2 separate regions of the Triticum aestivum genome follow, and region 1 is linked to region 2. The links are chromatin contacts, called in public Hi-C maps. All regions are on one chromosome and are shown on one strand. The core of a region is the stretch at or near the end of the contact, and the rest is flanking DNA. Distances in the headings are between cores, read along the strand shown.

Region 1 (6,302 bases), core at 2,483-4,982, 160 kb before region 2:
AATGTCATTGCAATGCAGTACTTTTTAAATATTTTGAAATATATTCAGGTGGGGAGTCTTTCCCCCGGGTGACAGTTTCAAAAAACCTTTCTAAATTGTTTTAGCCGTATAAATAAATATATATTACAACTGTAACACCAACCTTGGCCGTATAGCACTTGCCCTCGCCATTATGGAATGCTTCCACCACGCCGGTGTAGTTCCAATTCTTGATGACGTTGTAAGGGCCGTCATGGATCTCCACCTCAATGGTGTAACCCCCGTTGTTTATGAGAAAGATGATGTTGTTCTGTTCCCACCGGAGCATCGTCGACACTTCTTGTGCCGTCACCTATATACCAGCTCAATTAAATCTTTCTTAGCCACATATTTTGATAGAGCTTTACATTTAATAGTATAGGATAGAACGATTGGTGATTCTGATTTTTTTCATACCTGAAAGCTGCCATCTCCAATGAAGGAAATGACTCGCTTACCCTTAGCAGCCTGCGCATATCCCAGAGTTGCACCCACAGCCCAACCAATTGATCCATATTGCATCTGAAATTCATACCTGCCAAAAGAAAATGGTGTTTAATTAAACATAAACCGAACAGTATACGTCCTACTTACTGACACAAACAAGGCTTGTCAGTTGTTACCAATGTGAAATTAGTCTAGACTTCTATCATTCATTTTCGAGACTCTTGCATGAAACCAGCTGATAATATGGTCTCACTAATCGGTGACACGTCACGGGTTATTTTATCGAAGTTCAAACTACTATGAGGCATTTTATCAAATTCTCCCGGATAAATAATCAATTTGCAAAACAATCAGAACAAAATATCTTGATATAATCCAACTATACCTATTACCTAAATTAAAAATACTAAAAGAACGGATGTGACCAACAACCAATACGTGAAGTTTAAAAAAACTCAGACCGAAGTTAGAGGACTGAAACATTTCAGGGGAGCTTACCCACAGCCTTCTGGCAGTTTCAGCTTCTGGCAGTTAAACCATGAGTCCCCAGTCTCTGCTATAACAGCTGAGTCGCCAGACAGCATTTTCTGAATATGCTTGAAAAGTACATTCACTCTCAAAGGCTCTCCAGGCGCAGAGGAAAGGGGTTCGCCCTGAGGCACAAAAATCCGACTGTAGTTGTCGTAGGCAGCTGTGTTCTTCTTCAGCCGGGTTCCAAGTGCATGCAGGAAGTCCTTCATCAGAACACACCCAAATGCAGGCCCGTTCCCAATCACCACTCGGTCTGGCTGGACAATGATGGCCTTCTCCTTCTTGAGAAGAAGTGAGTACCCAACCGAGCTGTAGTCGTTAAATATCGGGCCGGCAAACAAATAGGCATCAGCTGACTCCACAATCTCAGCACAGAACGGAGAGCTGACAGCACCCCAGTATGTGCCAATAAATCTAGAATGGTGCTCTGGCACAAGCCCCTTTGCAGAAGGCATCGCTGCAACCGGATAACCGCATGCATCAGCCAGCTCTACGAAGGCCTCGCATGCTTTGGCCACCCTCATCTTTGGTCCGCCAACAAGAACCGGCTTGACTGATTTGTTCAGAAAAGCCGCAGCGGTCTCCACTGCTGCTTCCAAGGTCATCTGGTTTGACAGTCTGACAAATGAACAGTTCATCAACATCAGTGATACCGAGCCAACTGCCATCTCATCGTCATTATGCCCATACAGGGAGCATGCCAACTTACTTTGGGGAGAGAAAGAAAGGGACAGGATGGCGGCTAAAGGTAGGATGCGGGATCGATGGGAGGTTGCAGCTGATGCTGATGTAAACAGGCTTGCTCTCCTTCAGTGCAGTGGAAATGGCAGTGTCAATCTGTTCATGTGCATCCTCCAAGTTGTTCACCACAGCCTGCAATTTATGAAATGAGGTCATATCATAGAAAAAAATAAAATAAAAATCGCAATGCTCATATAGATATCTTGCCTTTTCACTTTTAAATTAAATTCACAATACCAAGCATACATATCATCTGCGGAAGGTGAAGGTTTAGTCTCCTCTTAACCTTCTATGTAGTCACACATGTTCATTTAATTTCCCGTATATGAACGCTTTATTTCCTCATTCTGTTAATATACAAATTTATGCGTGTACAGTGAAATCATTCTTGCAGTTTAATTGTCTTACAGAATTATCATATTATTCATATACGCCATCCAAACTAACTTAGAAGTACAAAAGTAATGGATAATCAAGCGAGAGATACAACTGATGCACCAAGCACTGTAATGGACTAAAAGTTATGCTTGAAGTTGTTAAGCATAGTAGCTACTCACGCATGACAATAGTCCAAGTCAGAAGACAGAAGGAATTTTCCTCCGAAAATGGGGGTAGTTTCCCTGTTTCTATATTGGAGAATCCTATTTCTGAACAAATAAGCCAATAAGTGTAAAATCTACTCCCTCTGTTCCTAAATGTAAGGTGTTTTGGCACTTTAAATTAAACTGCCAAAATGTCATACATTTAGGAACAGAGGGATACATTGTTCTAGAAAGCCTGATTTTAGTTTGGAGCAAACAGCATGTCCAGCAATGAATCTGGTGATCTCCACAGCCAAGGATTTTACATGCACCCCATAGTCAATAACTCAATATTCAGAGAACAAATTTATCTCAGAAAAAGAGATTTTTCATAGTTACAGTATAAACAAAATCATCAATCCCTAAGCTCAAAAAAGCATAAACGGATCCTATCAAGCTTTACGGATTTTAGCATCGCGGTGACCTGGCAATACAGAAAGAAATTATGTCTCAATATTGCAAATTGTATAATAGTAATACTGTTGGATTGAACATTGGAATCAACTGTTTAGACAGACAGTGCTAGAACTGCAGCAGAGCCATTCCCTGAAAAAACAACTAAACCCCAAAACCCAGACTACAGGACATGGAGGAACAATCAGAAAATATCACAAACTGAACATGTCACAAAGGGAATTGCGAATTAGACCACAGATCCAGTCCATTGACCAAACAGAAACTAAAATAATTTTTTAACCTAAAATCTAAGCAGTGCCAAAATCCCTAACAAAATCAGAGCATTTCGTCTTGAGGAACGACATTAAAACTGAACAACAGAGACGTACCTGATAACAGGTGACGTTCTGGAAGCAGCGGAGTTCCTGCGTGAAATCGGGGATGCCGATGGTGTGGTGGAGGATCCGGTTGCTGCCGTAGTCGTTGCTGTTGGGGCCCCCGACGATGCAGATGACGGGGAGGTTCTCGCTGAAGGCGCCGGCGACGGCGTTGATGGCGCTGAGCCCGCCGACGGTGAAGGTGACCGCGCAGGCGCCGACCCCGCCGTCGCGCGCGCGGGCGTAGCCGTCGGCGGCGTAGGCGGCGTTGAGCTCGTTGCAGCACCCCACGAGCCGCACCCCGCCGCCGGACGGCTGCTCCGCCTCCAGCTCGTCGAGGAGCGTCAGGTTGAAGTCCCCCGGCACGGTGAAGACCTCGCGCGCGCCGACCTCGGCCAGGCGGCGCGCGAGGTGGCGCCCCAGCGTGGCCTCCCGCGGCAGAGCGGCCGCGGAGGGCGGCGCCGCGGCGTCCGCCGGGGAAGGAATCGAGCCGATGTCCATGGCGAGGGCAGGGAGGACGGCAGTTCGCGCGGAGGTTCTTCCTGGCCGCGGCGGAGGAGGGGAGAAGGTTCGTGCTTGGAAAAGTCGGCTGATTGGCGCTCGTGATGTAGGCGTCGGACAGTTGGAGGCTAGTGGCGAGGCGACACATCGCCGGGCAGCGCAGGCGGGCGGCTTCTAGACGGAGGGAACAAGTGGCGCGTGGCTCCATTTTATTCCTTTCATTCGAGAAAAGGGCAAAGGTCCAACTTTTAGAAATTAAAGACCCAAACCTTCACGGCGGCTAAACAATGGACTAATTTATGAAATCACCAGTCAAGCTCTCCTTGCAAAAATCACATCCCCGCCTTCTCTGATTTGACAACAAACGACCCATGCATTGCATATGGTTCAGTTTTCGCAGCATGAAAGTTTCTCATTTTTTTAGATTCGTTCTTCAAAATGTTTTATCTTTTGAATCGTGTGTCAAATACCAAACTACTTGGATTTTGTGTGTTGAGATCTTCAAAATTAGATCCCTGACGACCATGAGGTGGGAAAAGGTAGGGTGGATCCGCATGACGTTTCCATGAAGAAAAATGGCATCCTAGGGTGTTGTCGCCATCGCGGCTGGCATGAACCGACCTAGGAATTATCCCAATCCGAATTCCCACCTCCCGCTCCGTCCCAACCCGGTAACCGGCTAGCAGCATGGCAATGTCCGGTAAGACAGAGTGCACGCAACATGTGTTGGAGGAAGAAGCAGCTCGACGTCCTTGGCCGCCGGGGTAGCAAGCCGCGGCACCAACACGCCGGTGAATCGCCGGCCATCCGATCTGATTCCTGGCAACCCACCCGCCCCACTGTGCCACCGGACGGGGAGGCCATCCCAGGAGGCTGCCGACCCTGATCCAGGGCACTCCGCCCCATATCGGGAAGGGCTGCACCAGCCCTGACACCAAGGTCACCGTTGGGACACCGTCGTTGTCCATCAAGGCGCCTTGGTCCAAATCGGCACCGCCATGATCCAGATCGGTGCCGCACCCCCCCGAGATGGGGTGTCCCGCGCCACCCAAAGACCCGAGAAGGGGGGCAGTACCTCTGCCGACGCAGACCACGGGTGGCGAAGGAGGGAGGAAGGGGAAGGCGGGGAGAATTGGCGGATGTGGCTGGGGCCCCTCGGCCGCCCGCATGGGAGGCGACGGAGGGGAGGGAAGGGAAGGGGCGACGACACGTGTGTACTCTTATTACTAATATAATGCCTATCTTTTGCTTTTGGAAAGCACAACAACCCTGAAACTTCTGTCAATTCAAATAACTCAAAGAAAGATGCCGAAACCAAGAGCGTCTGTACCTGACCACAACATCGATTTCAGATTTATTTAGGTAATACAAGTACCAGTTCCTGAACTGAGAACACCAGCGTACAGTAACCATGAGCACTTGCGGCAGCAGTGGACTCAAATGGAGGATTTATTCAGAGTTCAGTACATGTGAACTTTCACATGACCTCATTAAGCTGGATGAGCATCTTGTAGAGACCTGGTGTGTTCACTGAGGATTCGGCGGGCGGCTATTTGCGGCGAAAAGCCTAGCTCCCCACACAAGAAGCTCCTTGCTAGTGTCATCCTTGTGCACAATTACCTCTATAAAGCACAGGCTGTCCTTGTGAGGTCCTAGGGATGCCTCAATTGCCTCCTCCAGTTCCTCTTCCGTTCGAACCTATACAGACACAAATGTGCAATGTCATTGCAATGCGGTGTTTTGAAATATCTTTTAACCATATAAATACATCATGCAATAAATTGCGTCACCAACCTTTGCAGTATAAGAGTTTCCCTCGCCATTATGAAATGCTTCCACCAAGCCGGTGTAGTTCCAATTCTTGATGACGTTGTAAGGACCATCATGGATCTTCACCTCGATGGTGTAACCCCCGTTGTTTATGAGGAAGATGATGTTGTTCCCCACCTGAGCATCGTCGACACTTCTTGTGCCGTCACCTATATACCAGTCCAATGAAAAATATTGGTAGCTACATATTTTGATAATACGCTTTAATTATAAAATAAGGTAGAACGTTTGGCGATTCTGAATTTTTTTTTGTACCTGAAAGCTGCCATCCCCAATGAGAGAAATGACTCGCTTATCCTTAGCAGCCTGCGCATATCCCATAGTAGCCCCGACCGACCAACCAATTGATCCATATTGCAGCTGACATTCATACCTGCCAATAGAAATGGTGTTAAATTGAAAATAAACCGAACGGAGTACATCCTACCTATTGACACACGCATCGCTTGTGAGTTGTCACCAGTGTAAAAAAATAGTCTAGATTTCTATCATTCATTTTGAAATGTGCTAAGACTCTTGCATGAAACCAACTGATAATATGGCCCCACCAACCGGTGACACATCACTGGTTATTTGAATCAAAGTTCAAACTACTATGAGGCATTTTATAAAATTTTCGCAGACAAGCAATGAATTTGCAAAATATCAAAACAAAATATATAATCCCAGTATTCAAAATATACCTAAATCAGAAATACTAAGAGAACGTGTGTGACAAACAACAAATGCGGGGAGTTTCAAAGAACTCATAGACCGAAGTTAGAGCTCTAAACCGCTTGGTATGAGCGGTTCGCTATCATAAAAAACAATCAACAACAGAAGTTAGAGCTTTGAAATATTTCAGGGGAGCTTACCCACAGCCTTCTGGTAGTTTTAGCTT
Region 2 (5,735 bases), core at 2,749-5,248:
TTTTGAAACCACAAACAGAAAAAAATACAAAAAAAAAACTGGGGCGCCTCGGTATAGGTGCCGTATAGTGTGCAGCCAGCAGTGACCAGCTCTGTTCTGCTCCATCTAGGAAAAAAACTCTGTTCTTCTCGTCTAGACTCTCGCGCGGACTTGCGTTGGGGAACGGGGTCTGGCTGGGGCCGGGGCAGATGCGTTCGGGCGCGGGGGGCGGCGGGCGTGCGTTCTCCAGCCCGTCAGATGGCCAGAGGCCTCGACGCCTCGTCGCGGCCGCGCTCCGCATCAGGGCGACGCCGGCTCTACGCGCGGTGAGCCAGTGAGCAGCAAGATCAGTCTACTCTCCCTCCCCATTCGGTAATTTTATCCAGTTCGATTCCTAGTTTTCCGCTGCATCTTAATTAGTGGGGGATTCTAACTAGGTCAGATGTTTTGCACTAGATACATTTGTTGTTTATAAAGGACCGAATCTAGCCATGGTTTAGGGGAATGCTAATATACTGTCGATTCATTTTATACAAAAGAAATAGAGGTGAATGTGAAGCTACTGAATGCTCGGCCTCCTCTCTTGCTACTCTAGTTTGAACATCAAAGTCATAAATAACAAATCAAACTCGAACAATCGAAGTCTTGTTCCGAGGGATTAAATTCTTGGAACGGGATCCAGCATTATGTCCACATATTTGGCAATTATCCACCTAATCAAAGTGATGATCTGTGGCGAGCAGATTTAAAGCAGTCCTTACCGAAAAAGGCTTTCGCCCCGCTTTATAAATAAAGCAAACCGTCAAAAGCACACATACACGGACTAGTCCGGAACACACACACCCAAGATACACAACAAGAGGTACAAAGGTTCCGCTGAGGGCACAGCTCAACAAGCCCAAAAAACAACAAAGAAAAGAAAGGCCGAAGCCGGAGAACAGGTCCGGCGCCTAATCTGGCTCCGGAGGAGGCGGAGGGGGCGGCGGCGGCGACAGACGAAAGGCCATCGAGCGAAGGTCGGCGATGAAGGCGGAGATGGCGTCCCGGTCCCGAAGGCCGCTAAGCGACCGCCAAAGCTGCAAGAAACCAGACAGTTTGAAAAGAGCGTCAGTAGCCCGTCGAAGAAGGATGCGCTGAATCACAAGCTTATTGCGAATCGTCCAGAGGGTCCAGGCGAGTGCCCCAATCTCAAGCCACCTAATGTGGCAAGAGGGCAGGGGGAAGTTCTAAAGTTCGGCAAAAAGGTCGGGAAAGTTGGTGTGGCACCAATCACCTCCCACTACCTCTCTAAAGCAGCTCCACACGAATTAAACGGACACACAGGAGAAGAAGATGTGGTTCGAATCTTCAGGGATACCACACAGCGGACCCTTTTGTGGTTCGAATAAGCAGTCCTTATGCTGACCCTTTTGTGGAATTGCAAAGTTTATGGTACGCAAGATCGACACTTCAAGTACAATTGATTTAACCCGGACGATTTGGGGTAGTCCTAAAAAGTTACAGCTTCGTCCCTCCTAAGATTTCTTTCAAGCTCCACGACTGACACCTGTATATATCACTCAAACTGACCCAAAGGCCATGATGTTTCAGACAACTCACGAGACGATGTAATCCATTCAGTTAGTGAACTCTCATTGTTTCTCAAAGGAATTCCAAACAAGCACAGACAGAAACTTCTGTAAAATTCATGAGTTCACATGTACATGCTAGGTGCTTACATACACCAAGTAGTTTCAGACTGGAACCATGTAGAACATACAGAAGATTGATTCATTAACCCCGTGAGTAATTAAACTGAGCATAGACAACCAGAGTAACATCTGAAGTGAAGTAAATGTTTGATATGCTCCCTAGCTAGTGTTTGAATACATTAAAATATAGTATCTATCCAGACGAAATGCACAAGAAAGTAGATGTTTTAACATCTAAGAGAGACACGATAACACTGAACACCGTATATGTATATGTTATCTTCCTCCTGAAAGGTCGGAAAAAGTGGCAAAACTCGTCGATAACTGAGGGTATTGCAAGTTTGGTGATTCCAATCCTCTGTTTTGCGTCAAGGCCTGCATAGTGAAGCTGAAGTGTGCTGGTGTTAGCTCTGGGAGTGGTGTATCACCTTCGAGATACTGCATGACTTGCCGCATTGTGGGCCTTGCGCTAGTAAAAGGGTGCGAGCACAGAAGCCCTAGCTTCAGCACCAATGATGCATCATCGATGTTGTAGTCACCCCGCAGTCTCTGATCCACGGTATCCATGAGCGATCCGTTGTGCCAACGCTCTATAACCCAGTCGACCAATGTATGTTTGTTGCCAAATGGGTTCTGCTTGATAGGCCTCTGCCCAGAAGTAACCTCAAGGAGAAATATGCCGAATGCAAACACGTCCGTCAGAGGGGATGCCTTGCCCGTCCGTACGAACTCAGGCGCCAGGTATCCCATGGTTCCAACCATATGTGTGGTTTGTGGATCAGTGCCATGATCGTACAACCTTGAGAGACCAAAGTCACCTAGTCTTGCATTCATTTCACTGTCCAGAAGCACGTTGCTCGGCTTGACGTCTCGGTGTATGACAACTTTCTCCCACTTCTCGTGAAGGTAAAACAATCCGAACGCGACACCCTTGATAATATGTAACCTCTCCTCCCAATTCAGTGATGGCTTGCCATCTTTAAAGTATAAATACTGATTGAGGCTTCCATTTGACATGTAGTCATAAACCAAAAGAAGTTCACCTTTCCTTCGGCAATAGCCAAGCAGGGGCACAAGGTTGCGGTGTCTGAGCCGGCCGATACTGACAACCTCCGCGATGAACTCCTTCATCCCTTGCCTCGACTCGTGAGACACTCTCTTCACCGCCACTTTCAGTTTGGACTTTGGGAGTGTCCCTTTGTATACCTTGCCGAACCCGCCCACACCAAGCAGATTCTTTTCCTTGAACCCTTCCGTGGCATGGAACAGGTCCTTGAAGGAGAAGCGGTGTGGCCCGAAATCGACCTCCCAATCTTCCCGCAGCTCCCTGTACCTGAATCTCTTGCGAAGAAACAAAATGATGACAGTTCCTACTACAAGGACGAACGTGGCCGTGGCAATAGGCAGGGTGATCTCCAGGACCTTGGAGCGAGGCTCTGGGCCAAGACGTGGTAGCTTTGGGAGCTTAGATGTGTCGATGGCTGGAGCAGGGCCGTTTACGGCGAAGCTCCAGCCGAGAACGCAGTGGATCGTGCTGATTGCGCCGGTAGTGGCTGCGAAGCCGATGTACGATGGTTCTCTCAGAACTGTGGAGAGGTTGTAGGGAGATGAAAGCAGCGGCCTCACCGGCTTAGCTACTCCCAGAGGAGCCAAGAACACGTTGATCTGCGTGGACACCCCATCATAGTCAGCCCATACCTGCATCGCCTTGCCGCTGATAAGAGTCAAGTTGTTGAAGGCTCTACTCTCATCATCGTAGTACCCAGTGCGGTAGGCCTGCAAGGAGTTGAGGCTGTTGATGTCGATGCCAACGTGGTTGTTGTCCATGTCCTGGAACTCCTTGTTCTGGGTGGTGTCGAGCTCGACGGCGAACATGTGGTTGCTGGCGTTGCCATTGTTGCCGCTGTTGAGGAGGCCCATGTACTGCGCCCACGTGTTGGAGAGGTTCTTGGTGGGGGCGACAAAGAAGGCCATGCCGTCGGCGCTTATGCCGTCGTGGACGGAGAGGATGGCGAAGGCGAAGCTGAGGGAGAAGGACCGCACCGTGCCGTTGGGCGACCCGCGCAGGCTCAGCGGGGTCGGGTACAAGGCGTGGCCGAGGTTGATGGTGTCGTTGGTGAGCTCGAGGAGCCCCTCCGGCGTCACCTTGGCGCTGCCGTCGAGGGTGAGGTTGACACCGGAGAAGCCGTTGTATAGAAAACTGAAACTGTCGTTGCTGGTTGTGGATGCAGCACAGGGAAGAACGAGGAGTGGGATGGCATAGAGGAGGAAGAAGATGTGCTCCCTCGGAGCCATGCCTTGAGCTCTCTGGCAAGGAAAATATTACGATATTTTGTGGCTGATAAACAACTAGTACCGGTGTGGCTATCCTATCTAAGTAGTACTGCTGTATGTGCGCGTGACAGTGGCAAACAACTGCCCATGATTATTTACTAAGAAGTAAATCCATAAAATTTATAGTACTTAGTAATTTTGCTAAGTCGCAAGCAAGAGACACATCACCATCCACGTGTGCAATCGAAGAGAAAGTGGTCCAACAGGTTCAATTTTCTTCCTAGATACTGAAAAATTGTCTCCCCATCGACGCTGAAGTCTGAACATCTTTGTGGAACCGTCTAAATCAGACTGATTTAGACGGCAACCACTAGCAAGTAGCAACACGTTGTTATAATTCTCTCCTCCGAGACGAGGGAAGAGCCTTTGAATATCAAGCCAGAAAGTAGAGTAGCATGCGTACACTTCTGTTGGTGATAAGTCTGGATAGTCGTCTAAAACGACTGGGTATGCATGATCCGTCATGGTCAATCCCGGCGTCCTCTGGCTAGCGGTCTGCATATGCACTTGTGTTGGACTTCTCTGCTGAATCTGAGGTGGTCCGGGCTAGGTATGCACCGCACATATAATGTAGCTAGCCTAGAGTTTTCTACATACTGTATGTAAGGACATCCTCATCCGCCCAACACCAAGGACTGGGCCGTCGCTACACGGTGGACACCTACATCATGCACGTCTCCATGTCGGGTTGGACGGTCCCAAACTGATGGACGTGTTGTTTGTAGAGTCAAACGGGTGCCTGCAGAAGAGCTTGTCTATTCTCTGATAAAAGTCTACTGCGACAGCCATTTTTCTGTGTGGCTAACCCAGGGCGATCCGGTTGCATGGCTGGAGTTTCAGGAAAAGCATGAGAGAAATGTGAAAGCGAAGGGAGGAGGGAGAGGAGTCGGTCCACTGAGGAGACTGTAGCATTGGATGAGATCAACTTTGTAAGGTGGTTTCAAGACTCCATGTCTGTGTTGCCAAGGTCTGTGGTTGGTTTTGTTGCGTGTTGATGCGTGAGCTATGCATTTTTTTTTAATAATTTGCTTTTCTACATTCTCAATGTCTTGACTAGTTTTTGATATCGTGATGGTGTAGAGCCTGGATATAATTTGCATCTTCTTGCTATTAACATATCCACGTTATCGTAGAAATGTGCAAAATGTTATCTCCTTGATATATAGAAAGCCAGTATCCGTTGGATCTTTCAAGAAAGAAACTAAGCTAGTTATTTTGAATAACATATGACCATATATTAATTCTTTAGAATTAGTCACAAGGGCAGTAATTGTATGTGTTGTCCATATAATTCTGGCCAATAAATACATGTATTTTGCCAACAAGTATATTCTATATATGCACATGTTTTTCTTTACAGTATGTATGCACCAGTTATTACACTTCCTAGCAGTTTTAGTACATGTCCTTCATTGTAATTATATGTTGGTTTAGTGAAGGATAGAGCCATTTAAAAAAAAATGACGGTTTACCCCGCCTCTGCATCAGACGATGCACACATCCATATTTGCTAAGATTAGAGTATCAAACATCCATTACATCGTACAAAAGTGGCCCCAGAACCCAAACAGCAACATGTATATTGTAGAACTTGAGAGAAAGATGAAGTGCACAACAGTAACAGTTTTGCGCCATTAGTTGCTCACCTCCCGCTCCCGCGGCACGCTCCGCGCGCGCGCCTCGGGAGATCGATCGGCCGCCGCCGCCGTCGCCTCCCCAGCGTCGCCTCCC

The links. A called contact is a pair of places that touch in the nucleus more often than the background predicts.
Region 1: a contact with region 2 is called in a Hi-C map of leaf, with 6 times the contacts expected there. The contact joins the promoter of LOC123060339 here to the promoter of LOC123060337 in region 2. A contact is called at or near these places in 3 of 5 Hi-C or Micro-C datasets (all in leaf).

What each region holds. Positions count from the first base shown.
Region 1 is chr3A:66,590,121-66,596,422 of IWGSC CS RefSeq v2.1, reverse strand. It overlaps LOC123060339 (pyruvate decarboxylase 1), which reads right to left and starts at 3,732. Exons shown (of 6, transcript XM_044483019.1): 1 at 3,104-3,732; 2 at 1,706-1,869; 3 at 964-1,614; 4 at 436-553; 5 at 143-331. The coding sequence starts at 3,592. It also overlaps the pseudogene LOC123057942.
Region 2 is chr3A:66,433,078-66,438,812 of IWGSC CS RefSeq v2.1, reverse strand. It overlaps LOC123060337 (L-type lectin-domain containing receptor kinase SIT2), which reads right to left and starts at 3,998. Exons shown (of 1, transcript XM_044483018.1): 1 at 1,745-3,998. The coding sequence starts at 3,965. The coding sequence ends at 1,947. LOC123060338 (a long non-coding RNA gene) reads left to right here and starts at 110. Exons shown (of 2, transcript XR_006427904.1): 1 at 110-351; 2 at 4,845-5,120.